2 separate regions of the Mus musculus genome follow, and region 2 is linked to region 1. The links are chromatin contacts, called in public Hi-C maps. All regions are on one chromosome and are shown on one strand. The core of a region is the stretch at or near the end of the contact, and the rest is flanking DNA. Distances in the headings are between cores, read along the strand shown. Region 1 holds the start of Pkib (protein kinase inhibitor beta, cAMP dependent, testis specific). Region 2 overlaps Pkib (protein kinase inhibitor beta, cAMP dependent, testis specific).

Region 1 (3,373 bases), core at 633-3,132:
ACATCTCTCTAAGCATATGTTTTAGCTCTTGAGGGCACACGATTGTGACTCCTTCTAATGGTTCAGATGAATTTTAAGTATGTAGGACTTTATAGGCACATCACTGAGGACTAATTTTAAAAATAAAAATTGTCCCCAAAGGCAGGTTTTTTAAAAACAAACAAACAAACAAACTGTGAATAAACAAAACTACAGTTGCACATTCACAAAACATTGGCCATTGTTATAGAATAGCTCACATGTCAGGTATGTTACCCCATACCCCATTATAAATCCCTAATGGGAACTAGCTTTAGAATAACTAGATAACACAAGTATTACACTATGGACTAGTATTGGACTTGGAAATGTGCCAAATAGTAGGTTTTCAAGCTATGCTAAAGACAGAAGTAATGTTTGGTGGTCTCTTTTGTGGATACATTGTGACTACATAAATGTTCTCGGGAAAAGATGCACATATTCCAACATTTAGAGAACTCATCATATTACCAGGCTGCAATTTAAATCTGTCATCAGTTCTGAAGGTAAAAAGACCTGAGTTTTAAAATCAGCTTGGTTAAAAATGAGATTAGCTTTTAGTTTGTGTTTACGTGTGTTTTTCCTGCAAGTATACTTATGTTATCACATGCAAGCAGTACCTGTGGAGACCAGAAGGGGGTGACAAAACCTTTAGAACTGGAGCTTCATCCAGTTGCCAGGTGCAATATGGGAGCTGGGAACACAGTGCTGGTTCTCTGTGAGAGCAACAAGAACTCTTTACCATGGAATCATCTCCTTAGCCCTCTCTTAAAATTTTAAATCACATTTATACATGTGTACTGGTGAATGCATGCATGTGTGTGAGGCGTGTGTGTAATCAGAGCTCAGTTTATGGGAGCCAGTTTTCTCCTTCCACTATCCAGGTATGGGAAATCAAACCCAACTCATCAGGTTTGGCAGTGAGCACCTTAACCCGCTGGGGCATCTCACAGGCCAGGGTTTGGATTTCCCCGTTTCACCTTATGCAACTGACCTCACTTTGTTGGAGTTGAGTCTATTATCTGCAAGTAGAGAGTTATTACCACACGGCGCAGTTACAAATAGTCAATAATTCAAGGAGTCTAACCATCATACACTTTGTAGACACTTCCAATGGGGACTTTTCCCTGATTATATTTTAATATGTCAGTCTTTCTATAAGCAGGCCAAATGGGGCTGGTCAATGGGAAGTATCTGGGTATCCCAGACCTGGACTTCCTGGAAGCCAGATGCAGGATAATTGAGCAGCCCATAATAAAGACTTGGAATTCTGGTGACTCTCAGAGGCCACTGGGACTTCCAGCAAAAGTCACCTCCTCCAGAATCAGAGTCTTTTTTGTTAGCAGCAACTTCTTCCATTTCCTACATCTTTTAAAGGACATAAGGACAGCTTAACAGTAAGAACTTTGTTTTCTTTAGTGAGAGTCTAAAAGTGACGCCTGATACACATTGATGTCTGCTTTTTATTGCACAAAAATAAAAAAAGAAAGAAAGAGAAGAGAAGAGAAGAGAAGAGAAGAGAAGAGAAGAGAAGAGAAGTGTTCTTTATGGCGTGAGACTCCAATGTGCTAAAAGAATCTGTAAATAAACGCGAACACCCAGATTCCAGGTGCAACAGAGCTAGTTTCTCCAAACATCCCTTGTTAGATAAAGTGCAACCTCCTGATACCAGGAGCCTAAGTCCTGTAAATAAGAGGGAAGGATAGCAGCATCCAGACAGACAGACAGACAGCAGCGGAGGTGTGTAATTTCAAGGGAACTGACTCTGTCTTCGGTGAACATGCACAGAGGCTGTCCCCTTAGGACACCTGGAGCAGGAACTACTGTTGCGTTTGTCCCCTGGGGCTCAGCGGTGGCAGGTTCTGCTTAACTGGGCAGGTCCTGTGGAGCCTAGCTCAGCTCGCGGGGGCGGGACCGAGCGGCTCCCTCCGCCCCACACATTGCTGCCACCAGCTCAGCCCAGCCGCATCCCAGAGCAGAGGCGGCTGCAAGCTCCAGCCGCGTCGCAGCTCCGTGCCGCAGAGAGGCCGGCAGCAGGCGCCACCGTGAGGGACCTGGCCCGGCGCCGCCCGCATCTCTTGCGCGCAGCTGGTAAGTACCGGCGAGCAGGTGTCACTAGAGAGGGGATGGAGGGAAAGGGCTCGGGGAGTTGGGGAGACCGAGTGAGGGGAAAATGTAAGCTCAACTTTGCTATTTTATGCCTGGTCTGCACATGCCCAGGGGGATTTCAGAGCAGATCCCATCCTTCCACCTGGAGCTGGGGGACTGTCGGAGTGAAAGCTGGTGCTCCTGGGAGGTTTGCTCATTGGCTTATGCTCGCTGGCCACTGAGAGTGGACTCAGGGGACCTCTGATTATAAGTTGCTGAGCCTTTCTCTGCTCACGCCATCAACGCCACATCATTTTCTTCCGGCCTCGTTTTTCTATCAGTAGAGGTCTGAGTTCCAACCCGCTTCAAGCGTCCAGAACTGTGGCTTTAGCCAAGAGACTTCACCTTACCGGTTTCCCCCCATTCCTTGATAAAGTATGCCTGCTAGGAAACCAGCGACCTCAGGGGTGCCCCGCAGCCATATCAGACTCTGCTTGCTGCGAGGACCCTCGCTGATAAAGGAAGAGGGACTCAAGTGCCAGATGGTCCCACAGACTGAAAGGCAGAAGGCATCCCAGTCCAGGTTGCTCTTGGCTACAGTTACTGCAGCCTTTTGTGGGTTCCTGAAGGTTTGGAGGGTTTCTGTAAAGGGTGACCAGGTCTCATGGACATCTCAGACCCCACAACTCAATTCCCTTCTTTAGTCAAGCTGAGATGACAGTGGCATTCCATCTTCTCAAAGATAATATCAGAAAGCACTCCTGACTCAGGGAAGCTCCCTGAAGAGCAGGTGCTGAGCCCAAGGGAAGCCATTAAAGCAAACAACAGGGTTAGCAGCTGGACCCTAGCAGACCAGCAGGTGGATACTGGACACTGATGACCACTTAGAGGCATGTTCAGCTGCGAAAGACAAACCAGAACGAGGCACTCTTACCTGTGATTGGATACCGGAAAAAGTAATGGGTTAGACTGACTCTTACGGGTTGTTTTGCTCTTTGTACAGTAACCTTTAAACATCCATCTATCCACTTCACACGATGTCTTTTTCCCCCTTAATGACACGTTAAAAATTTTCCTTGAATTTAATATATTTAATATTCAGAGGCTCAGAGTTTGGCTTATTAAAATGAAAATTAAAATGTGGTGACCTCAACTCTCTGATGCCAAAGATTGCACCTCCAAAACGCTGTACCCTGTGACTCCCAGACACTAGACAGAGCCAGTCAACTGACTCTGTCTCTAGGGAGCTTATTTTCTAAAAAGAAAA
Region 2 (3,373 bases), core at 287-2,786, 58 kb after region 1:
GTTTTAGTATTCCTGGTTTTCCTAGTGCTTATCTGTGAGCACAAGGACTGTATGCCTCCTTCAGGTGAGTACACGGTCATCATAGTAGCGAGCATGGTAGCAGGCTGGTAGACATGGTATTGGAGCAGCAGCTAAGAGTTTACATCTTTATCCACAACTTGGAGACAGAAAGAGGGAGAGTTTTATGGTTTTCCTTCTCCTCCTCCTCCAATAATACCAAACCTCCTAATTCTTCCCAAAACAATTTTGATGATTAAAGATAATCATTCAGGTGTATAAGCCTATGGGATCGTTCTCAATGAATAACCACAAACACTAAAATTTATTTCATTGTACATTCATCTTTAAGTGTTTAACATATTTTACAATTATAATTTAGTATATATTATCTAGTAATTTTTATTATTTATAAAAATAAAAGTAAGTAAGATATTATTCTAATTTTCTTTCTGTTGCTATGACAAATGCCATGACTTGAATTAATTTAAGGGTGAAATGGTTTATTTTGCTATAGGTTACACTTCATAATTATAGGATGTCAGCATGGGGATTCTAATAGGAATTTAAAGCAGAAACTATGGATGGGCATTGGCTTTCATTCAAGGTTATGTTTGATAACCTTCTTATATAAACTAGGACCACCTGCCTAGGGCTGAGCTGGATAGTGGGCAGCCATAGAGAGCTGGGTGGGCTCTTCCATATTAATTAGCCATCAAAGCAATCCCTCATAGACAAATCCAGAGTCCAGTCTTATCTGGAAAGTCCTTCACTCGAGAGTCCCTTCTTGGATGGTTCTAGGTTATCTCAATATTACAAAAGTAGTAGGTATGTCAAACTTTTCTTTAAACTTTTTTGAGAATATTTGTGCTTTGCATGAAAAATGTTTAATAACAAAGAATGAGTAGAGACAGATTCTTGACTTTCACTGTTTGTCTTTATCATATTAGCTGTAAATCTGAATCTTGATATATGAAAAGTCAAAGTAATGGGTGTAAAACTATTTTCAAAGTCCATTGAAGAAGTATTTTGGATGTAACATTAGTCAAAAGGAAGCTAAGAGGAAATAAATTGTTCTATTCATATTTCATGGTTTTGTCCTGTCATGGACAGAGTAGGTGAAAATTTGTAACATTGAAGTTCAATTTCATTCTGGAAAGCATGTAAAATTAATAGAATTTAATCATCACTTTGAAAACATAAATAGCAAGGCATGGATTTATCTAACTGACTTAATAGTGAATTTCTGTTTTTACTTTCTGCTGGATCTTTGCCAAGAACTACATGCAAATGGCTAAAGAAAGAAAGTAGAGTTAGGAAGAGTTTTTTCCTTATTTTGGATTTTTAGTGATATATATAGGCATTAGAGTCTATAAATGTTTAAGTTCATAATTTTTTTTATCTTCTTGCTACTTCCCACATGACTGTTGCATGATTTATTTTTCTCTTCCTCTCCTCACTTCCTTCTGTTTGGCCTATAAATATAAGGCTTAACTGAAGGGAAACTGTCCCTGAGTGATTGGAACAATACAAAACCATGTGAGAAGCTGGTTATAGGAACAAGGCTCAAAAGTGTTCTCTTTCGATTTTTAAGATTGGGAAGTATGCAGTCAGACAGCTGTAAGTCTAAAATGTACCTTGTGCGTGTTGACACTCAGCAAGATGTTTATTGCATTTTTCCCACCACCTGGGAAAAAGTGTGCTAGGGGTAAGACAAGTGAGTTACTGTCTTATGTCCTTGAAGTGTTTAAAAACAAACTTACATGAAAAGAAAGGCAGTCATTGCGAAGAAATGTACGATGCATGGGGTAAGTTCAATTGATGTACTGCTCTACCTAGTCTGAAAGAGATGTGAAAGACTTCTGTGAAGGAGTGCTCAAATTGACCCAGAATAGATAAGTAGATGCCAGCAAGCGGTGAGAGAAAATTGAGGGTAAAGAGCCTCAGCCACAAAGGCAAATACAGACCCAATGCTTGAGTACAGCATTAGAGTTTTAGCATTGATGCATACTGGATTTGAGTGAAAAGCAAGGAGAAACTCAGAATGAAGTTAATCCCTATGGGGCAACTTGTACCAAATAATGGGTCTTGAGCTTGATTATGTAGAGATAGGAAGCCTAGAGATGATCAGTCATAGGGTGAATATGAGCAGATTTACTTTAAAATGATTCCACCCAATATGTAGGTGAAGAATGAATCTTCAGGAAACAAGCAGGCATGTAAGAATATATTTTATGAGATAGTTGAGATAACATAGGATGGGTAAATGGGGCAATTAACTGGGACATAAGGATAGTTTACTGCTTTGTAAGGATACTTACAACCCTTTATTGCCTTGGAAACACTAGTGAGTCATATTCCTACTACTTCCCACCTTATTTGCAACACGTGTTTAAACCAAGAGCCAGGGGCCATTCTTTGAAGAGGAATTGAATGTGTGTAGTTTATTTCCATAATTGGAATGAAGATGGTTGGATTCCTTCTCTGTGGTTTCCATATCTGTGCTAGGCACCTGGATACAATGTCTCAGTTTCTCTTACATTTCTGGCTGCTGTGGAACAATACCTGATAGAAATAACAACAGTTTATGAGGTTTAAGAGAGGAGGACTTAATTGGGGTCACCAGTTAGGTGGATACTACAATTTATCACTCCAAGAAACACGGGACAGCCGCAGGCATCACAGGTAGTGAGAGCTGATGCTTCTTAGTGTTGATAAAGAAGAGATGGCAAGATGGGCCTGGGGCCAGACTATAATCTTAAAGCCAACTTCCAGTGATCTATCTCACTCTAGAGAGGCCCTACTTACAGCTCACACAGCCAAGGTTCTGCCTACAGCTGGGGACCAAAAGTTCAGAGATACAAGCCTGTAGGAGACATTTCATATCCAATCCAAAACGAGATACATGAGATCACATCCTAAATGTTTGATATGTATAGTTCCAACTTCTCAAAAATATAGCAATGCCAAGTATTTTCTTACAAGATCGTTCTGTGAATGGCAACAAAACTGTTAACTGTGATGTGTTGTGTCAATGAGATGATTTTTTTTTCTCAACTTGCCTTTGATCAGTACTAAGGCAGTAATCACCTGCTAGATTTTGTAGCTGATATCTTCAGTACATCTGGTGTTGGAAGTGCAATCACTTTGATTTTCAACACACAGTATCTCTATTGACTCAGAGGTTCTGGTTTCCCTAAGGAGGCCAGGAAAATCTTAATGTTTATTACTTGGACCCTGTTTTAAAAATATATATCCAAAATATTCAAATTTGGTTACTCATGTAATTATCCTCTTTTCTGGTTCTTCAAAGAGTTTTTCTTCTCTGTTTCTTTTCCTTTTCCAGGAAAAACTCCCTTTCGGCTTCATCCTTCAC

What was found. A called contact is a pair of places that touch in the nucleus more often than the background predicts.
Region 2: a contact with region 1 is called in a Hi-C map of bone marrow-derived macrophages, with 2.0 times the contacts expected there. The contact joins the enhancer-like site here to the promoter of Pkib in region 1. A contact is called at or near these places in 5 of 39 promoter capture datasets (3T3-L1-derived adipocytes, embryonic stem cells and liver), 2 of 484 Hi-C or Micro-C datasets (both in bone marrow-derived macrophages), 2 of 115 datasets of contacts at active chromatin or transcription factors (bone marrow-derived dendritic cells and bone marrow-derived macrophages) and 2 of 9 other capture datasets (liver and macrophages).

Annotation. Positions count from the first base shown.
Region 1 is chr10:57,630,099-57,633,471 of GRCm38.p6, forward strand. Pkib (protein kinase inhibitor beta, cAMP dependent, testis specific) reads left to right here and starts at 1,883. Exons shown (of 5, transcript NM_001039051.2): 1 at 1,883-2,109.
Region 2 is chr10:57,688,860-57,692,232 of GRCm38.p6, forward strand. Pkib (protein kinase inhibitor beta, cAMP dependent, testis specific) reads left to right here. Exons shown (of 5, transcript NM_001039051.2): 3 at 3,344-3,373. Among named protein-coding and RNA genes, the nearest start is that of Pkib, 59 kb to the left of the region's middle. Within about 2 kb of position 1,537, at least 21 of the 459 cell types and tissues checked have an H3K27ac peak or open chromatin away from gene starts, as enhancers often do. A contact at or near this core is called in bone marrow-derived dendritic cells, bone marrow-derived macrophages and macrophages, where this site is marked.